2 separate regions of the Gasterosteus aculeatus genome follow, and region 2 is linked to region 1. Evidence: chromatin contacts called from public Hi-C data. All regions are on one chromosome and are shown on one strand. Each heading gives the region's core, a stretch centred on a gene start, on an enhancer-like site or on the middle of the called end of the contact. The rest is flanking DNA. Distances are from core to core; before and after follow the strand shown.

Region 1 (5,243 bases), core at 42-2,541:
GGCTAGAAACGAAATAATTCATTTACTTTTTACATGGAACGTATGTGTAATATTTCTCTTTTATGACATCATAACTTTATTAATGTCTCCCTTTCTTCTCTCAAGCAAAAGCCTCAAATCCTGCCAGGTGCTCGCTCCTCACATCCGCCACACGATGGCAGCGCAACACAATCATGCACTCAAACCAGGGACAGATTCAGGGATTGAATTCTCCTGAAATGAAATGACAGCCAATAATGTTGGCTGTGGGCTTTGCAGATATAGTATGAGGTTTATAAAACAAACCGAAAAATCTCAAAATAAACAGACAAAAATCCCAATCCCAATGTTGTTGTATTGGATGGACGATCAGTCACAATCACCAGTTGGCCAGAGATGTACCAAAATGAGCCAGATTGCTCCTGTATTTTAAGGACATGCAGCAGATTTCTTCTCACTTGGCCTTGTTGATTTCTGGGAGCAGATAACGCCTTCCCCCACGCCGGAGTGTCGGCACAGACACACGGCAATGCCATTATGCGAAGTAAAAGGGAGCATCTCGAAGGGGTCATTTCAAAGAGCCGGTTGGTTCGTCTTTAACAGACTCCCTAGTTATGTAGCCACAGAAACACACTAGAAAAAGAAATGCATCCATTAATTAATAATTCCCATTGTCAAAAATTGGAGCCACGGTGAGTAGAAAATGAATCAGTTATTAGTTTGTAGGTGGGAACTTGTGAAAAAGCGGCAGAGTTATCAGGGAAAAGAAATTCAAAATCATATTGTTCAAACTTAACCATCATCGCTCTGCTGAGAACCACAATCCCAACAAACAGACCTGGATAGAACAAAGGGTGAGCTGGGTCACACTGATGTGTAATGAGCCAATATTACCCTTTTATTGAAACTGGGATCCAGTCCAGCTGGTGTTGTCCTCATATGATGAGGGTGCCGCACAGCGCTGACATTAATCAGAGCATTGATTGATTGTTACACTGACGGTTTAGTGGAAGATGTTTTTTTCGGTATCATAAAACATCCATGATTTTACGTGTCAGTGGTTTTACAGCCTTGTGGTTTTTAACTCTGAGGCTTCTTTTTTTCCCCCTTCTTGACAGGTTTTCTTTGTTCAGAATTGACTAAAAACCCAAATAGGCAGACCAAAAATAGCAGTCAGATCTGGCTTGGCAAGGCCAGTCAGGTCCTGCAGTCTGCATCATGGTGGCGATCCAAAGCAGCCCGGATCCAAGGCGTCCCTCTGCCATTTTCTAAAGAGACCCGTCTCTTCCTTCTCTTTTTTTTTCTTCTCCTCCTCCTCGACTCCGTGACGGTGATGCCAAGCTTTGGAGGGCCTGGCAACAGACACGCTCTCCTCCTGCTGGTGTGCCGGTGTATTTGTGTTCTGTACCAACCAAACACACACACAACCTTCTGTACCAAACCCAAACGCACACGGATGAACAGCGATGACAGATGAGTCGGGGACTGGAACGTTGCTTCAGGCAAAGATCGGAGGAAGGAGTGGACGTCTTCCAAAAATCAAACCCACCAAAGGTCAAACACACACAGTTCTTAATCGAGAACAAATCAAGAACAAGTCCGTTAAAAAAAGGACGATACTGTCCAGCTCTATTCCTCTCGTCGTTTCAGATTTAAACAGCGCTCAGGAAAGAGAAAAGACACTTTGGATTTCAGAAGCTTTTAATTGGATTTTATTTCTCTGCAAAAGTACTGTATTCAAAGCTGAAGATTAATAATCAACCTGAGCATAAAACATATCATTTAATCGTTAATTTATCTAAGCAAAAAGGTAAATAGTGGACTCACACACATCATATTAGATGCCTTCCTGATTGCATTTGGGGAGGAGACTGTGTAGGACTGGGGTCGCCAAATTTATCAAATTTAACAGCAGCAGATGCAGAAATGCTTTTTGTAATAAATGGACAAACCAATAAATTTCTCTCATACCAAACGCCTCAATGTAGTGTTGCAAATCAATTATCAATTGTTGATTTTCTTGCAGTGTGACAATCGTCTTTTCACTAGATTACATACATTTTGCACATCTAACATAGGAAATTGCGCTGCTGCTTGCGTTAAAGTGACTCGATGCAACGACGCACGCCATTGGCGAATATCTTGATGCACTGGGAGGTTCTCGAACCGCAAAGTGCTGAGGAGACGGGCAGCCTTTATGGGCGTCTGCGCTGCACTTTCTGTTGCGTGTCCCTGGGTTACATCATACATCCTTTTGGTTTTCATGCATGGAGATGCATGTATTTCAAACACAAAGCTTTCTGATGCTGGAAGCATCTTAAATCTTTAATTACCCCCATTGTTGCATTCTCATAGACCAAAATGGCTCTTGGCAATCTAGGCCTTGGCTTTGATTCCGATTGGACAGGAGACCCCCGTCCCCCCCAGACCGCAGTAGCCATCAGGGTTTTTACTCAGGTACTGCTGGTGGTAGTCCTCGGCGTAGTAGAAAGGCTTGCCGTCGGCTATTTCTGTTGTGATGGCGCCGAAACCTTCCTCGCTCAGCACCTGAAAGAGGCAGAAGCAGCAAAGGCACCGCATTTGTACATTTATAAAGACGTAAACCTAAAAAAACAAATGGGATTTATTGTTGTTGAAGCAATGGGGGAACAGATGGATGAGAAGATGGAAGAGTCCGTGATCTCTGTGGAATCGACCAAGTACCATATAACAGGAATAGTGTATGATGGGAAGTCAAGTTCTATTAGATCTCTTCAATTTTGAAAACCCCAAAAGTTGTGTGTTTCCATGTAAACTTTCCCTACAAGTTTTTTCAGTGCACCGGTTTATGCTTTTACATTTTATTTCCCCTCCCTGGATCCTGTTGTATGCCTGAAACAATTTCTCCTCCTCCAGTTTCTCTCAGCAAGGCCTCACACTGGAAAGCACTTACTGACATCTTGGGAAGAAAAGGAGGAAATGTGTTTATGACAAACTAAAAAGAACAGACAAGGCACGTGCACACACACACAAATGTATTTGCGGTAGAAACAGTTGGTAATGACACCTTCTCCTTGTGATAAAATAACTCAACCAGATGGCATGTGGCTGAATCAAAAGACAAAGAGAGCATGAAAAGACACACACACACACACACACACACACACACACACACTGATGGAAGTTACATTCCTAACGGGGAGGTGTTGCCTTGTTTTCTGGAATGTGTGCAGGCATGTTTACAACACAGCGTGATCATGCCATGGGAGGCAGGAGCGCTTCATTTGGCTCGACGTTGACATGTTTTGTGTTTTATCTGCAAAGCTGCTGTTCTCTCCTCCAGACGCGACAGCTACCGAATCCCAAATCCTCTGAAGCGACACCGCCGGGGTTTATGGTAATTACCCCGCTGGTGAACCTAAACAATAATAAAACTGAACCACGCCGTGCATGATGGTGAAGACTAGTTGGTTGAAAAGTGTGTGCCAATGCTTAATTTAGTGGCTGATCATTCAGGTTCAATATTTAATACTTGTGATTTTCAGTTAATTCTGCGTTTTTTTTTGTGACTATGCCGACGGTACTTACTGATCAATAGAAATGGTAAAAAGCATAAACAACTGAAGCAACAGTGGGTTCCAGCTGATAAAAATGACAACTAGTCTCGCCTTAGAATCTGTATTTCACAATAAAGTCAGTTGACTTTTATATATTTTCGTTTAACTTACTTTGTCTTGCTGGAGCAAATTTTGCTTTTTAAATGTAACTTCACGCCCACAGAACACCTAATCACAGGTGTCACCAGTGTTCACTTCACCAAACATCCCTCCAGCAGGCATTTGATGAATGGACGGGACTCAAGGCGCTTCATGTCATTGACCCACCGCATCCATCCATCCAGTGATGGAGGGGAATGTCAGGTGAGGTTCCTCTTGCCCTTCAGGTCCAGCTCAACATTCTTACTTTAGGCAAAGCCTTCGGGAGGAATTTGGAGGTTAACTGGGGATTTAACAGCCAATCTTTGGATTGGAAGGAGAGCCGCTGTCGGCCCAGAACAGGGTTCACCAGAGAGCTTGAGGTCAACCTCTACAAATCACCGTGGTCTAAATAGATAGAACGGATATGCCACCTTTAACTCTTGAATGTAGATTAAGAAGATGTTTTCTTTTCATTTTTATTGTGTCAGGAAATATTGTAATGACATATTTCAAGAAACTGCAAAAGAAAATATGAATTAATGCTCGTTTCCATCCACTACTGGAATGGATGATTGGGAGTTGCATCATGAGACAGAGTGCCATCAAACGTCCCGTTCCCCATAGGAGAGATTGCGTTAAGTTTAGAGACTCCTTTGACTCTTTTAGCTCCACCATCATGTCATAACCATATCTTAGCTGGACTCGCTTTAGTAGAGCTTTGCGCTACATCTGGTCCCACATCTTGTTTCGGCTCCCTCAACTTTTTGTAATTGGTAATAAGTAGAACCTATTGTTCTATCCATTGCAGATTCATCCTTTAGTTAGTTCGAGTGTGTGTGTATGGCTTCAAACATGTATCTTGCATCATATCTGAGAAGAGAGAACAGGAATGTGTATGACTGCCAACGTTTACATTACTCAACTTTTTCTAATTTGTAATCACTAGAACGTATTGGCATCATTTTGCAGATGCCTGACCTGCTCAAGAGCCCCCGGGGGGGAAATACTAAAAAGTGAGAGACAATGGGACTTAAAGCTGTGCCGGATGATTTCACTCATGGGTTCCCCCTAATAGCCACTGAGAGGTAATTGTTTGAAAACCTTTTTAAGTTCACCGACGTCAGCGCTCGGAGGCTGAGAAAGAGGACGTCAGCAAACCAACCCGGAGGGTCCGAGATGCTGCTAGAGCCCAAAACGCCAGAGAGACCAAAGATCTAACGTGGGTGGGATCAGTGATGCTCCCTGCGGTTTGATTCATCGAGGTACAAAACAGCAGTGGGTCGGAACGAGACCCTGTTGCAGCAGCACCTCGTGATTTCATTTACATACAGTGAGCAGATATATATTTGTACGCAACATTTCAAACACAAAGCAAATAACGTATGAGGGAAAATATGTCATAGATAAAATAAAAAGGAAAATAATTAAAGTTAAGGTTATTACATGGCGCAATACACTGATGCACACTCTTTGTATATCTAAAGATCCAGCAGAACCTTTCAGTTTACGACTTGAAGGCAAATCTTTGAATGGCGGTTAAATGGGAATCAATGATTGTTCAGGTCAGTCAGGGAAAAGTGGTTTCAG
Region 2 (4,870 bases), core at 156-2,655, 59 kb after region 1:
TTATGTTTGAAAAGTAGCTGTGTGGCTCAATGTGTAAAACAAGACATGCAAGATGGTTTAAAGAGATAGAAGTACAATAACGGAAGCATCATCCGCAGCAGAAAGCGTGCAGAAGCTGCAGAAGCCGTTGTACAATCAGCCTTCCACAAACCCACAGCGCATGTTTATCTGCAAAGTTATGACTCACTATTACTCAGCCAGGCTCGGAGAGGTCACCAGCAACAAGGGACGTGATTTCGATCGTTTACAAATCCGACATACAACTTCCTGCTGCTCTGAATACTCACTCAAGAGTGCCAGATGAGGATTATTTTGCTAGTGAAATGTTTTTACGTGGGACTTAATTCAAAGATGTGAGACCGAAGCATTGGCAGCACTATTGGCACAATTAGATAGCAGAAAATATCTGCTATGATGGATGAAAAAAGGGTTTTCTGTGGAAATATGGAATGTGAGATATAGGATATTGGAAATCAGTAGTTTCAGTTCATAGTACATGTTGTTACACCATAATATAGATGTCAAATCTTTTATGACACAAATGGCTGCAACAGTCAATGTGCCCATTCACAAATTGTCATTAGGATAGAAGGTGGAATCCAAAATAAATACTTTTATACTGTAGATCAATATTTTTCCTAAGTAAAATTAGCAATGCCACAGTGTAAAAAAAATGCATTGTACGGAGTGGCACATTTCTCACAGAGTTATATACTAATGCATCCATCGCTATAGACGGGCCTTATTAAAGCTATGCTATGTATGTATGTATGTATGTTAGAAAAACATCCAGACCGCAGTCAATAAAAAGACTGCTCTGACAGACCAAAGATCAAAAAACATGTGGGATCTGATCTACACGGATGGAAATACTCATGTAGAGTACCTGAAAATATCCCTGAAGTACCGTACTTGAGTAAATGTACATTACACCGCGGTCACACGGTCATCGTTACCGATGCAAATGGTCTTCATATCGATCAGATACGCAAGCTTCTTGTTGTCTTCCACTCCTCTCTGCTTCCTCTCATTCAGCCGGACACTGCGCAGACACAAATACAGCGTTCAATGAAACACGACTGAATGTACACTGACTCAGCATGGAAGCATCAAACCCAGCATCCGCTCAGCATAATGGTCTTCAGCTACTTTTCAAATCCCGAGGTGCCCCTGATCCCGATGTTGTCCTGCCACAGCGTCCAGCCAGAGGCGAGGAGCAGTACGGACATGCTGAGATCCGCTGGCCTCAACCGCAGTCGGCCATCAGCCACCCGGCCACTGTCGGTCACGACACCTTTGACAGGGCTTTGAATTGTGTAACTGTGCTGACCAGCAGGCGAAGGCTCAACGGATGCCTTCCTGTTGTGATACCTGGAATTTATCCACAGCTCAATACACCCATCTGATGGGCAGAGCTGGAAATTCATCTTAGGGAGGATCCAAACTGTGACACTGGCATCGGCAGCAAGTGTATTGGAATGACATGGATGTGGATTTGGCAGTTTTGTTTATTACACTAGGTTTGAATGAAGATTAAAAATATAATATAATCACATCATTTATTTTACTATTATTCTCGAAAATAGACACAATCGTGAACTTCTATATGAATCAGTTTCCTTAAGGTTTCTTATTTTCAGTTCTTTTCTTTTCTTTCTGAATATTTATGATTATCTTTATCTGGATTACAGGTATATTCAGACAGCTAGTTAAGCAAAATGCATTCTTTGAATTTTGTGAGTTTACTATTTACAAAGCCATATTAATGCATTGTCTGTAATGAATAAATACACGAGGCAGTGGGGTTATATTTACAATAAGTAAACAAATCAGTATTTTAATTTTCTTTCCAGTAGGCCCAATTCATGACAATGTCTCTTTAAGATCCGGATGCTTACAGTTATATGGGGATTTATGAGATTAATTCATTCCTTGCTGCTAATTCTCATTGCAAAAGGATAATACACAGTAAAGGGGGCATCTTAGGTGCGATTAAAATGATGCAACCTCGCAAGGTGAAGTAATGTAGTTACTTGATTTTTTTTTGGCAGTTTTTTTCCATTTAAAAATGTGTAATTATTATTTTCTCGTACAATTTGAAATATTGTAAAGTCAAAGTTAACTTCACTTAATATTATTGTCTTGCTCCAATATTCTTTTATTTTCCCTACAATGGGCTTCTCATAAAGTTGTGTTTGGCCATTTTATACGTCAAAGGTCACAAATTGCATCAAAATCTGGAAGTACAAGTAAGTGAAACAACTATTTAAATCTGAATTGGACTTACTGACAAAACAATCAGTTGACCACCAATGGGGGGGCTGCACATGCTCTTCAATTTGGAACCAGACAATCCTGTTAATGTTCTTATTTCTAAACCAACCTGATGAGGTGGGTTTGTTTTGTGTGACTGGACCCACCTGATGAGGTGAGGGTTCATAAATTCGGTGCGGACTGATCCCAGGATCTCGTTGCTACTGTATTCCACCAGACTCAGCTCCCCGGCGTTAAAAATCATGCACACCTGAAACATCAAATGCAGTTACATAAAATACACCAGCTTGTGATATAATGGGAGCGGTTTTAAGCCACGACTGAAACTTACTACTGGAAAGGGATCGTTACTATATTCTACAATTCACTGCTCATCGGCGAGTACTGACTTGGCACTGCTGTAAACTTTATGGGAAACTCCACAGGTAGATTTCTGTTTAATACTCAAAGGGAAGAGCTCCATAACAGCCTCCTCAATAACGTGTGTGTGTGTGTGTGTGTGTGTGTGTGTGTGTGTGTGTGTGTGTGTGTGTGTGTACGTACTGATTCATTTTCAAAGAAGAACTTTTCGTTTCCTCCTGAACCGGGCCATGGCACCTGAAAGGAAGGCAGTGGGTTTATTGTGTGAAGGAAGAACAGGTGATGTAAGGGTGACAGGACAGGACAGGACAGGACAGGTGGGGGACGCAGCCCTGAGGAGGTGAATAGAGTTCATTCAGCTGTTCAGAGCGGACGGACAGTCCAAACACCGGTCATGAGTGTCAGAGGCGGGTACTTCAACACCTCAGCAGGGAAACTCAAACATATGCAAACATAAACAAATGAAACGTAATAGTATTTAAAATGATGTATTAAGGCCTATGTAAGTACTTATAAGATGCTTGCTAACGTTATTATGTTTTTAGACTATACAAATGTTTATAAAAACCTAATAAACATTATATCACATTTATAAGCACTTATAACAGATGGTTCATAGACTGCTTAACATTTATATAAAAGCCTTATTAGCTTTGTATGCATTGACTTCCATAACTTACCTATAACATCATTATATGATATTGATATGATGTGTTTTCTTTGTTGATTTACTGTACTTGTTCGTACCCTTTTTAGAAAACTAAATATACACGTATTAATAGCGAAAGTGTTTTAAAGTAATTTTCTAAAGCGAGAACAACACATTATTTAGGTTAATTAATCATTCATTTTGCATTTACTAATAGATAACTATGGTTTTTGCAGCTACGCCAACCACTACTACGTAGTGGTCTAGGTTATTAAATGTGAAGAAGGAAATAGATATGAAATACAAAAACAGTTTTCTAATCCAATAAAATGTTGTTGACGTTACAATTAACACTTGTATAATGAAGGTAACATCATGTTAATAAGAGTATTATAACGATGACTCATAAGTGTCTTATTACTTGTTAGCAACCCATTATTACGGGGACCTTAATATTGAACGTTAATGTTTTTTTTGTTCTTTACGGTTGATTTAGGTAGTGTGATAAAGTAAGTCCTACCTCGCTCAGTTTATTGGTCAGCAGGTCTCCCAGAAGAAGAGTATCGAAGGTGTGGGCCACCAGGTAGCGATCCTTGCCCATGATCTTGACTTCTTCTATCTCATAGCCATAGTTGGACTTCAGGACCACCCGCGTTCCTGTGGAGAGGTTCTTCACTATCACCTGGAGAAGAACAAGGGGATTAAAACAGCGATGTGCAGAGGACAAAAGTGGCAATAAAGAAATGAATATGATGTTTTATGAACGACTTGAAGCCAGCACAATAACACTATACTGGAAGTGGATTATGAACAATCCCTCACAACAGGAAAGAAAATCCAAAAATGGAAATGTACTCATTGTTTGTGAAATTACAGACACATCAGCTTTGTTGGTTAAGACGCATATTTGAATTTCCTTGCGGTTGTCTCTACCTGGCTCAGCCCGACGTAGGTCATCTCAAACTTGTTCTTATAGATGACTCTTCGCAAGCAGCAATCAAACAGCTCCACTCCCCCACACAGTGTTCCCTGTCGAGACACAAACACACACAGAACAGATCAACGCGTGACCCCTGCTGCAAATCTCCATCCATGAAGTAAAAGAGCAAAAGTCAGTTTGAATCACGCTGGATTCTAAATGATACAATATAGATGAAGCACATACAGCGCAGAGGCGTGATCCGTCTTTCTTCCACGCCAAGCTGGTAATGGTGTACAGGTTGACGATCTCTTTAGGCTTGGCTTCATCCCACGCGCCTCTCCTGGGAGCCCAGTTAAACACCCGCAACCTGAGGGGGGGGAGGGAGGCGGGGGTAACTTATTGAGCTCAGTACAAATGATTCACTGAGTCCCGCCCACTGACCGGTCGTAGCTGCCGAACACGACCGACTGCCCGCTGGGGCTGGTGGCAGCCACGCCGAACTCCCGCTCGGTCCGGTCGCGGCCGTAGTCGAAGGTCTGCAGGACGTGGCCCTCTCTGCCGTAGGCCACCACTTTCTTGTCACAGCCGCCCACCATGATGCTGCTCGCGGCCCAGGCCAGGGCGTAAGGCGAGCACGGGTGCGTCAACAGCTTACCCTGTTCGGT

What was found. A called contact is a pair of places that touch in the nucleus more often than the background predicts.
Region 2: a contact with region 1 is called in a Hi-C map of skeletal muscle, with 6 times the contacts expected there. The contact joins two enhancer-like sites. A contact is called at or near these places in 3 of 6 Hi-C or Micro-C datasets (liver, skeletal muscle and whole body).

The regions. Positions count from the first base shown.
Region 1 is chr18:3,251,635-3,256,877 of fGasAcu3.hap1.1, forward strand. It overlaps msraa (methionine sulfoxide reductase Aa), which reads right to left. Exons shown (of 7, transcript XM_040160570.2): 7 at 1,663-2,526. The coding sequence ends at 2,356. Among protein-coding and RNA genes, the nearest start is that of LOC120808013, 8.0 kb to the left of the region's middle. Within about 2 kb of position 1,292, at least 1 of the 9 cell types and tissues checked has open chromatin away from gene starts, as enhancers often do.
Region 2 is chr18:3,310,871-3,315,740 of fGasAcu3.hap1.1, forward strand. It overlaps ift172 (intraflagellar transport 172), which reads right to left. Exons shown (of 48, transcript XM_040160829.2): 8 at 4,647-4,861; 9 at 4,449-4,572; 10 at 4,217-4,312; 11 at 3,804-3,965; 12 at 2,818-2,871; 13 at 2,421-2,524; 14 at 957-1,042. Among protein-coding and RNA genes, the nearest start is that of ift172, 4.6 kb to the right of the region's middle. Within about 2 kb of position 1,406, at least 3 of the 9 cell types and tissues checked have open chromatin away from gene starts, as enhancers often do.